Regions from separate parts of the Sus scrofa genome. Here all the other regions are linked to region 2. The links are chromatin contacts, called in public HiChIP or PLAC-seq maps. All regions are on one chromosome and are shown on one strand. The core of a region is the stretch at or near the end of the contact, and the rest is flanking DNA. Distances in the headings are between cores, read along the strand shown. Region 1 overlaps CRIM1 (cysteine-rich motor neuron 1 protein). Region 2 has its middle 31 kb from the start of FEZ2. Region 3 holds the start of CRIM1 (cysteine-rich motor neuron 1 protein).

What was found. HiChIP or PLAC-seq counts read pairs in DNA pulled down with a chosen protein or histone mark.
Region 1: an H3K27ac HiChIP or PLAC-seq map of skeletal muscle shows a contact between it and region 2, with 5 times the contacts expected there. The contact joins two enhancer-like sites. A contact is called at or near these places in 2 of 47 Hi-C or Micro-C datasets (fibroblasts and psoas muscle) and 1 of 2 datasets of contacts at active chromatin or transcription factors (skeletal muscle).
Region 3: a contact with region 2 is called in an H3K27ac HiChIP or PLAC-seq map of skeletal muscle, with 12 times the contacts expected there. The contact joins the promoter of CRIM1 here to the enhancer-like site in region 2. A contact is called at or near these places in 3 of 5 promoter capture datasets (fetal liver, fetal skeletal muscle and liver), 19 of 47 Hi-C or Micro-C datasets (alveolar macrophages, embryonic fibroblasts, fetal heart ventricle and 10 more) and 1 of 2 datasets of contacts at active chromatin or transcription factors (skeletal muscle).

The regions. Positions count from the first base shown.
Region 1 is chr3:103,795,775-103,799,100 of Sscrofa11.1, reverse strand. All of the region lies in intron 1 of CRIM1 (cysteine-rich motor neuron 1 protein), which reads left to right. Among named protein-coding and RNA genes, the nearest start is that of CRIM1, 18 kb to the left of the region's middle. Within about 2 kb of position 1,875, at least 21 of the 83 cell types and tissues checked have an H3K27ac peak or open chromatin away from gene starts, as enhancers often do. A contact at or near this core is called in skeletal muscle, where this site is marked.
Region 2 is chr3:103,533,169-103,536,874 of Sscrofa11.1, reverse strand. No RefSeq gene overlaps it. Among named protein-coding and RNA genes, the nearest start is that of FEZ2, 31 kb to the left of the region's middle. Within about 2 kb of position 1,359, at least 6 of the 83 cell types and tissues checked have an H3K27ac peak or open chromatin away from gene starts, as enhancers often do. A contact at or near this core is called in fetal skeletal muscle and skeletal muscle, where this site is marked.
Region 3 is chr3:103,813,413-103,816,775 of Sscrofa11.1, reverse strand. It overlaps CRIM1 (cysteine-rich motor neuron 1 protein), which reads left to right and starts at 1,320. Exons shown (of 16, transcript XM_021087639.1): 1 at 1,320-1,731. The coding sequence starts at 1,419.

The DNA.
Region 1 (3,326 bases), core at 626-3,125, 260 kb before region 2:
CTCTGTAAGGGGAAAGAGGTGAGATAATAGAAGCTAGACGTGTGTTTCCTTAGAAGGAGAGGAAGTTACTTTCAAAGACTATGTTGGGAAAAGGTGAGCCCTCAGCAACCAAGTTTTTTGACTCTATTCAGGAAATTGTATTTGATGCTCTGGAAAGAGAAAGGAAGAGGACGCTGCCGACAGAGTTCTGGAAAACTTGAGGGAGAGAAAGTATTTACATGCTTTAATAACATAAAACATGTCCAAAAGAAATATATAATTGCAGCTGCATTTGGCACTGAAAATAGTCCATGTATTATATTTTTTAAACTGTGTGTGAATATGTGAGCATGAGCACTTGCGTCAGAAATGCCCGGGTGATACTATTTCTTGAGAGAATGGAAAAGTAGAAGGTATCAGGAGCTGCCAAAAGAGAAAACACAAAGGATGACTACCAGGAAGGAAGGAACAGAGAGCCTTTTTTCTTGTCATATATATGATGGTCTCCACTTTTCTTTTTTAGTAATCTTAGTATAATCGTTTAACTGCCAGTAATGCCTTAGTAATTCACATGTTATTATTAAAAACCCACTGGTAAAGGAAAATTAGACTCCTAAACTCAGTACCTGACTAGTTTATTTCAAGTTTATCTTGAACAAAGACCCTTTCAGAACTCAGAAAAATGAGGAGGTAGAGTGGACAGATACTTCCTAACATCTGTGGCCACCAAAGGTGTGGGGGGCAAAGCCAGCCACTGGAAAATCAGTGTGGTGTCAGCTTTCAGATTCCCTAAAGTTATCTGAACATCCTTCAAAATGTGTTTTCATTCTCAGACGCTACCATTTTATGCTGCTTCCTTTTGTGAAGCCTTCTGCCCTGCCCAGGAAAAAATAATGCCAGCCTCTTCCCCCCGACCCCCTGCCCAGAGCCCATAAATAGCACTTTCTCCTTCCCTCGTTATAGCACTTTTCACACTGTGTTAGAGTTCACATTTCTGTCTCGGGGCCTCATTGTGATCCACTCGAGTGCCAGGATTGTGTGTTATTCTAGAGCTTGGCACACAGGAAGAACTCAATGAGCATTTGTTGACTAAATCTAGACTCAAGGTCATCCAAGATATTATACAAAAACTTTCCATCTGAAATGTTTGGTCTATATTGTGGAAACTGAAACAGATGACACCTGTAAAGAGAAGCCCAGGGAGAAGTCGTGTTATTGGCAGAAGGCAGCTCCGAACTATCCCAAGTCTTTTGCTTCCCTTCTTTCTCTGGAATCATTCTTAGAATTTATTTTTTAAAGTTTTCCTGCAATGGGTTAGTTTTAGCTGTTTTTGTTGTAGTAAATATTTGAAGGTTATTTTTATTTGTGGGGATTTTCTTCTTGCCAGTTTGTCATAAGGTGTTGTCTTTCATTTGCCAAGCCTTCATCTGCTTGTAAGAATTTTCCTCGTGGGTGGCTGCTTATAACCCCTTTATCACCAGGGATCTTGTGCATGGAATGGTTGAGATGATGTGGTGATCAGCTGCTTGGAAACAGCTGATAAACAACTGTGAATTACTTTATAGAGACACACTTCAGGTGACCATGTGAATAACTGATGATGATAAAACAGCCTTCTGGATTCTCAGGAAATCCAGGATTTGGGTCTTAAACATGAATGTTGATTAATGAGGAGGGAGTTAACTTTAACAAACATGTCTTGAACTCTTAGCCTGTGAGCACGACCGGTGAATGACACAGCCTGTTTACTGCTCCAGGTGATCTGCACATGTCCGCAGGAATTTAACTGTACAGCTTCTTCAGGGAAGGAAATCCTAAGCCAACAACATGAGGGTGGAAGTGTGTGACTGTGAATAATAAAAATGCCTCACAATGGTTTGCACAGGAAGTCCATAGGAATGCAGTATAAGGAATTTAAAAAAGCAAAATCCCATTTGGATTTACTCCAAACCCTATGACTTCAGGGACTGAGGAATTCTTGATGACTAATGGCTGGAGTCCCAACGTGTTATTCAGAAGAGTGGGGCTGTTTTCCCTTCAACGCTGGTCATGAACTCATTATTTGTTTGTTTATTTTTCTGAAGGCCTTAAAGTGGTTTGTAAATTCGGACAGAAGGATGGAGATACTTAAGGATACAACAGCAAATTACAACCTTTGGGTGATACATTGGGCACTAAGCTTTTCAACGGCGAAAGAAGAGAGGTTCGGCCAAGATAAAGCGTACAAGGTCCCAGACAACGTAGACAAAATTATCCTGGGTGTAAGCTCGGGCATCCAGACCCTTTTATCACTTTAGTGAATGCACCCAGAGAGCCCTGTTCTTTTAGGGCAGGTTTAATTTCCATGTCTCTGTGGCTCTGTGTCCCTTTCCCGCCTTTGAGATGCTCATCTCACAACCTGATGGTAATTGCTCATCCTGGGGGTGTCATGAATTGGTGCCTTTCCAGTAGCTCACTTTAGAGCCTTATTCTTTACACTGGCTGTTATACAAGTTTTGGGGAGGGGGAGGAGGGCAAGCTGGAACCAATTGCTCAGTAAGGTTATAATGCTTAGTTGGCAATGAAAAGTGAAGATTCTTGCAAGGTAATTATTTGATTTTTCTCTGACTCCTTACAACTATTATTGTTAACTTTCCTGTGGCTTCATTACTGCTGAAATTTAAAAGTCAGCTTCCAGACCCTGGGTGCAAGTATGTTATTCTTGAGTGTTGCTTTCTTTCTGACTTTATCAGCAGGGGAATATTTGACTTAATAGTAGACACAACTGAAATCAGAGATGTGTGCCCCTCAAAACCGTGGTTCCTTAGTAAATTCGAGGTGGTGGGTGAAGAACCTAGAGCTATTCTTGCTGCTGGAGTAGCACACTTACCCTCAGTCTTTAATAAGTGAATGAAAGCAGAGGACTGGGAAACACTCCTGAAAGAGGGGAGTGCCCCTCAGCTCATAAGCCAAGGTAAACAGTTCTTATAACTGAAAAGTAGACTTTCTGGAAGGCAAGAACCAGAGAAGAGGGTGTGAAGTGCAAGTAGTAAGTACCATTTTCAGCTGTATAGATAGCTGTGTTGCTCTGAGGCCTGGAAAGAACCTCACAGAGCTACTGGGGGAAAATCGGTTCTTGAACCAGACCCTCATGGGCTGTCATGCTTACACCTGGACCCAGAATTGGTACTTGGGGAGAAAAGGTCACATTTTGCTAGAGGAAGCGAGCAGATAGGGCTTTCTGAGGGATAGAGACCAAGTCATCAGTGATCTAGGGGAGCCTTGTGGGGGAGCCAGTGGACTGGCAGTGTGCAGTGGGCATGCTTTCTTGAGTCTGCAAGTAGGCATGTGTGTAATTTAGAGATGAT
Region 2 (3,706 bases), core at 110-2,609:
ATACACTACAAAGAAACGTAATCTCCTCAACCAGCCTTACCAGCACAAATACTGCTCATGATGGGAAAATTCCCTTGTTGTGGCTTATGGCCTGAACTAATTTTTGTTCATTTAATGTAACAATCTTATCCTTGTTGCTTCATTGACTCAAATTATATATTTTCCTACTTTTTTCTTCTTTCCAAAGTATTTAATTTGCAAAGTTTCAAGTTCCCTTCCAATAGTTCTATTACCATCTTTAGCTTTTTGGTTGCTTTAGGAGTTTTTCCTTTTTTTTCTTACGTTAACTGTTTTTGTTGTTACTTACACAACCCTAGCATATTAGTAATATATAGTAGCTAACATTTATCAAGTACTTACTACAGGTCAGGCACAAAACATCTCACGAGATCATCACAGCCACGCTGAGAGATATACTTTTATCTTTGCTTTATAAGAGGAGAAACAATGCATTGAAGGGGTAAGAGGTTTCCCAGAGTCACACAGCTAGTGAGAGCCCAGCTGGGATTGTCTGATTCTAGAGTTCCAGCTCTAGACATGGAATCATTGGTAGCTAAAGAGAGGGGGAAAGAAAAGAAAGATGAAAGAGAGAAAGAGAGAGAAAGAGAGAAAGAAGGAAAGAAAGAAAGAAAGAAAGAAAGACAGACAGACAGAAAAGGAAAAGAAAGAAAAACAAAAAATATTAAATTCAGTGAAACTAATTTAAAATGCTTACACTATTTTTTCATTCTAAATAAAAATAGTATTTAGTTGCATGGAAAATTATAATATTACAGTTCCGATTATCTGCTGTATTGAAAACTAGAGCACCCATGAGAAAAATAAGCCTTCTTATTTTAGCCATTATGGTGTGTTATCTGGGTCTATTTAGGAGGCAGCAAAATGGAGGCAGCATTCCAGTCCTTGACACTGAAATTAGATCCTGGAGCCTACGGCAAGGGTAGGGCAGGCAGCATGTGGCCCAAGGTCAAAGACTGCCCAAGACTAACCCAAAAGTTCATGCCCGGATAGTGGTAAAAATGAATTCACAAATTCCATAGCAGTAAATAGTGACTCTTCTGAGCATCTGAATAACCCATTCTATTTTCACCCAAGGTCAACTTAGGAAGCTGAGGTTAGAACAACTAAGGGCCAATAATATCCTTGGCTGGAAAGCCTGCCCTTCATCAACAATTGCGTGCCTGCAATGCCCTCTGGCTTATCTACATTCATGACTGTTTGGGGAAAGGTGTGATCTCGATAAAGCCTCGGCTTTGCTCCTAAAGTTCTGGTTGCAAGCAGCGATTCCCACCCACAGGATAGCATTATGTTCTGCGGGGCAGGGCCTTTAGCCCCAGCACAGCTGTTGTCAAGAGGTCCTTACACTCCATCACATCTACTGACACCTACAACCAGCTAGGTCATGGACTTAATGCTCCACTACAGTTATTTATGAGTCACTGTAACTTCAGAGGTTTTTGTTTCATGCAAAGACCAGAAATACAAAAATAGATTCATTTAATCAGAGAGCTAGAGAGCTAGTGTCTTGTACTTATAAATTCTTAATCTCTATAAACCAGCAATCACTCCTCACTGCCTTTTCAAAATTATATATATAATTTTATTCAATTTCAAGGATCTTATTTTCCCTCAAACCAAAGTAACAAAGGAGCAGAGAAGCCTATGTGAGCAAATACATTTACGTTCTACAAAAGCTTATAAAACATGTAAATCTAATAAAGATCAATTCACTTTGTATTTCCTTAAGCCATGTTTGCCTGAAACCAGAGAGGAATATTTTTCAATCAAAGCTATAATGTTTTTTTAAAAAATAGTATCTTTTTTTTTTACCATCTTAACCATTTTAAATGTATGGTGCAGTAGTGTAAACTAAATGCACATTGTTTTGCAAATTAGTCGTATTGCAAAACTGAGACCCTATATCCATTCGAGAACAATTTGACTTCCCCCACCCCCAACTCCCACCCCTGTCAGCCTCTGCCAACCACCATTCTACTTTCTGTCTCTGTGATTTTGACTATGTCTAAGTACCTCATGTAAAGTAGAAGCATGCTTTGTCCTTTTGTGACTGATTTATTTCATTTAGCATAATGTCCTCCAGGTTGTAGCTTTTGACAGGATGTCCTTTTTTAGGGCTGAATAATATTTCATCATATGTATACACAACATTTTCTTGATTCATTGTATCTGTTCAAGAACATTTTTGGTTGCTTTCACCTCTTGGCTATTATAAATAATGCTGCAATTAACATGAGTATGTAAATATCTCTTTGAAATCATACTTTCAGTACTTTAGGGTATATGTCCAGAAGTGGGATTGCTGGATCATATGGTAGTCCCATTTTTAATTTTTGGAAGAATCTACACAGTGTTTTCTATGGAAGTTACACCATTTTACATTCCTACCAGCAGTACACAAAGGTTCCAACTTCTCCACATCCTTGCCAATACTTGTTACTTTCTGGGTTTTTTGATAGTGGCCATCCTAACAGGTCTAAAGCGATATTTCACTGTGGTTCCTCACTGTCTTTTATAAAAAGAAAAATAAAAACCAAACAATTCCAAGTAGCTCAATTAAATATTCTATCAAATTCTTTGCATATGATCTTCAAATGCTATTATCTCTCTGGCCACTAATCTGTTCTGTATCCAGTAATAAAAAGCACTGTCTGGTGCAAAAAGTAGTCAGCATACAGAGACCCTCTGATTCAGTGTTCCACCCCTAGATACAGAGTCAACTTAAGCGAGTACGCATGTCCACTATCAGAGAAGTATAAGAATGTTCATAGCAGCATTATTCATAATAGCTCAAAGACAGAGATGGCCAAAGTCCATCAATAGTACAATGGAAAAATAAACTGTGGTATAGTGACATAATGGCATAACAGCAATTAAAAAAAAAAAAAAAAAGGAACTTCTGCCACATGTGACACCTTGGATATATTTCACATATATAATATTGAGTAAAAGAAACCAGATTCAAAAGAGTCCTATATGATTTCATTTGTATGAAGTTCAAAAAAAGGCAAAACATAGAGCTAGAAGGCAAAATACCATTTTTCACTGGTGGATTACTGACTAGCAGGGTACATTGGAGTTATTTGGGATTTTGTAAATATGCTATATCTAAATTTGGGTCGTAGTTATATGAGTGTATACATATATGAACATTTGTTAAGCTGTATAGTTTATTTAAACCTGTATGCTTTCCTTCATATAAGCTTTAACTGACAAAAAAACTAAAAGAAGGAAGATGAACTTTAGCAAGAGGACCAGTTGGCCATGATAAGATAATCCCCTTTTGTGATTTTTTTTTTTAAAGAAGCTATTACTCAAAAATCATCTAGTAAACAAGTTGGGTGATGCTGGAAAGGAAAAAAATGCCAAACTTAGCATTAACGTGAACTTGGAGAAATGAAAGACAGAGATGAAATAATAAGCCTCATTCACTTTGCACCTAAGCCATTCCCTGGCAGTAAATTAGAAAAAATAAATTAATTTAGAGGGTATTCATGGTCCTCTAATTTATGATAGTGTCCTCAGCACTTGAATGTGTTGATTTTTAAAGGCTAAAATCCATCACTCAGTTGCCATTCACAACTAATTGAGAATCCACTGTGAGCTTAACTTTGTTTATATGCAGTTGTTGCCTTGCATTGTTAGGCATAGAGTTACATTTGTTTGTGTTCATTCTGTATTGCAACAA
Region 3 (3,363 bases), core at 71-2,570, 280 kb before region 2:
AAGACTTGTCGTAATCCAGTGTTCAGCCTTACTCAAGGGAGAAAAATTCACCTCCACTTTCCACTCGCCCCCTCCGATAATGTAGTACCTCGGCACAGACGGCAGAGCGACGAAACAGACAAGATGTAGGCAGTTAAAATGCAACTCAAGCTACGGAGGCCCCCAACAGTCGTCCCCCCGCCCCGGAATATTTACCTAGACGATTTAAAGCACTTAATTAATTCACCAGCAGCTTCGCTGGAGGCGTCTCGAGCTTCCCGAGACTCCATTACATAAGATCTTTTACAAAGTCTATTCCCAGCTCCAGTGGAAGATGGATTCTCGTCCAGTTTTGCGGAGGTTCCATGCATTTGCTTCCCTTTCCCGGGGTTCGATCCGGCGGGTACTCCAGCCAAGGGCTGCAGCAATTCTCCCCCACCCCGCCCCGAGCTCCGGGGTCCCCAGCCATTCTCGGAACTCAAAGCCGGCACCGGAGGTGCAGCCGTCTCGCCCTCAGGACTCCCAGGCCAGCCACGGTGGACCTGGGGCCGGCGGGCGCTCGGGACGCCGCGACTCTGGTAGCTCGCCGGATGCGCCTCGCTCCCCGAGCCGCAGCGAGCGGGCGACGCCAGAACGGGCGAGGCGCGCGAAGACCCCGCTGCAGGGCCGGCTCGGTGCGCCGGGCTCCGGAGGCACAGGAGGAGCGTGGGGGGGGTGGGGGGAGGCGTGCGAGGGAGGAAGGGCCCGGCCGCCGGGTAGGGAGGGCGGAGGAGGGGGAGGGAGCCGGCCGGGCCGGGAGGGGTGGGGGGCAGCCAATGAGCGGCGCGCGGCGCGGGCTGGGGGATGAGGTAGGATGGGGGAGGGCGCAGCCGGAGCGGCAGAGGCTCGAGCCATAAACAAGCGCCCGGAGGAGCGGCGCAGGAGTGAGGCGAACCAGGCGCGCGGAGCGGACGCCGCGGACCTTCTGCTGCGCCACCGCGCCCACTCGGCTGCTCGGGAGGCGGGGACCGGCCCGGAGGCTGCGCCGCCACCGCAACCGCCACTGCCGCGGGGCCGGCCGACGCGGAGGAGGAGAGGGAGGAGGCGCCGCCAGCCGGAGCTGGAGCCGGGCGCAGCCGCTGCCGCCGCCGCCAGAAGTTTGGGTTGAACCGGAGCTGCCGGGAGGAAACTTTTTTTCTTTTTTCCCCCTCCCTCCCGGGAGGAGGAGGAAGAGGGGAGGCCCCCGCTGGCGCCAACGCTAGTGGGCTCGGGGTCGGCGCGGCCCGCAGAGGGGGCGGGGGCCTCGCCCCGCCAGGGGAGGCGCGCCCCGGGGGCCCCGAGGGGGGCGGCGAGGACCGCGGGCTGCGGGTGCGGCGGCGGCGGCGCGTGTGCCCCGCACAGGGGAGGGCGCCCGCCCCGCTCCCGGCCCGACTGCGAGGAGGAGGCGGCGGCGCAGGAGGATGTACTTGGTGGCGGGGGGCAGGGGGCTGGCCGGCTCGCTGCTGGGGCTCTTGCTGCTGCTGGCGCGCTCTGGCACCCGGGCGCTGGTCTGCCTGCCCTGCGACGAGTCCAAGTGCGAAGAGCCCAGGAGCTGCCCCGGGAGCATCGTGCAGGGCGTCTGCGGCTGCTGCTACATGTGCGCCCGCCAGAGGAACGAGAGCTGCGGCGGCGCCTACGGGCTCCACGGAGCCTGCGACCGGGGGCTGCGCTGTGTCATCCGCCCCCCGCTCAATGGCGACTCCATCACCGAGTACGAAGTGGGCGTCTGCGAAGGTACGGCCGCCCGCCGCGTGCCCCCTCCCACCTGGCCCGCGCCGCCCCCTCTGCGCTGGCTGCGCGGAACAAAGTTTGGCTGAGACTTTCCCGAGGAGAGAGGGCTCCGCGGGAGGAGGGATGCCCCCGCCCCCGGCAGAGAGCCCCGCGTCCCTGGGTTCCCGCTCGCTGTTCCCCCTGATGCCTGGCAGGCCGCGGTTGAGGTTGGATTTCGTGGGTGGAGGCTAGAGAGAGGGGAGTCGCCCCCGGCCGCGTACAGAAGCTCACACGTGTGGCCTATCGGGCTGCGGCTGGGTGGGGTGTCCCGGCTGTGCTCCCCGACGTGGGGGCGCCACGGGCAGGGGGCACTGCAGAGGCTGTCGCGAGCCCCTCGGGGAGTCCAGCCCCTGCCGCCCTCCCCGCACTAGCGCAGTGTGGAACCAAGTGCTTCACCGTGTCCGCAAAAGTCCATTTTCTGCTGGCGGAGACGTGTCTCCAGCTCACACTCCCTGTGTGACTCTTTTATTATTTTTTCCTTGCTCTTTTCCGTCACCCCCTTCCTCCTCCTGCGCATATAAATCAATTTCAGCTCCGGAATATGTCAGCCCAAGGGAAGTTACATACGGTGGTTACTCATTTATTTGCCTATTGAAAATGGTCAGAGGCTTTCTCTCCTGAATGAAGGGGCGGAGAGCGGGGGGCTTGGACCTAGGGGTGAAAAGTTGTTTCTATTAGAGGCTGCTTTTTAAGATCAGATATCCACGTGTTTCTAATCGTGTTGCCAGTTACTTCTATTTGTGTGTTTAATGGCGAGGATTGTTCTGCTGGTTTTTCCACTAAGTATTGTGCACCGCGGTGTCTGATGGAGGGAGAGTGATTAGATTCGTGGAGCCTTCCTCCGTGGGAGAAGCACTGTTGGGGGTGTAAACCTTAAGCCCTGGCCACCAGCCTCGGGGGGCCTGGTCCGATTTAGGGGTCTTAAGAGAAACACTGAGTTCTTTTTATTTGGTTACTGGGAGGACTCAAGGAGCATCAGTTAAAAGTGAGATCCCTCCTTGGGCTGACGTTGACGTTGATGCTGTTTGGAGGTATCCGGGTGTTTGAGCGGAGAGCTGCATCTGGAGGAACTGAGAGGAGGAGGGACAGGCGCCCTCTGCCCTGCCCCTTCCTTAATACTTAGAGCCAGCATGCATGAGACCAGAGAGGGATTTATTCGGAAGCATCCTTCTGTGTATGTGTTTATTTATTATGATGAGATACTGAGAAAGGAAGTGGCAGTCTTAAGGATAAATGGGTCTCATCCTGTGGTTTTCTTAATATATTTCATATTCATCGGTACCTGCAGTTTTTAAACTTGGGACAGTTCTGGAAAATTGAGAAGGCCTTTCTGGTTTGGAAGCTAGTGGGCAGTAATGAGTGAAGGGAACTCTCACAGGGAAGTGCTCTGCTGCACCCTTAGGACACTGGGTTAGAGGAGGAGTTTGTTTGCCTCAGGTTACAAAAACCTCTCACCTGGTATAAAGTCCCATTTTGTAGCATGTTTTCATTTGTCTCAAAAAGAAGAATGGCCAGGAGATTAACTTCTGAGACAATTTTATGTTTGGCTTTGGGAATTCTGAATGAGTTGGACCAAAAGATGCATCTTTGAACCCT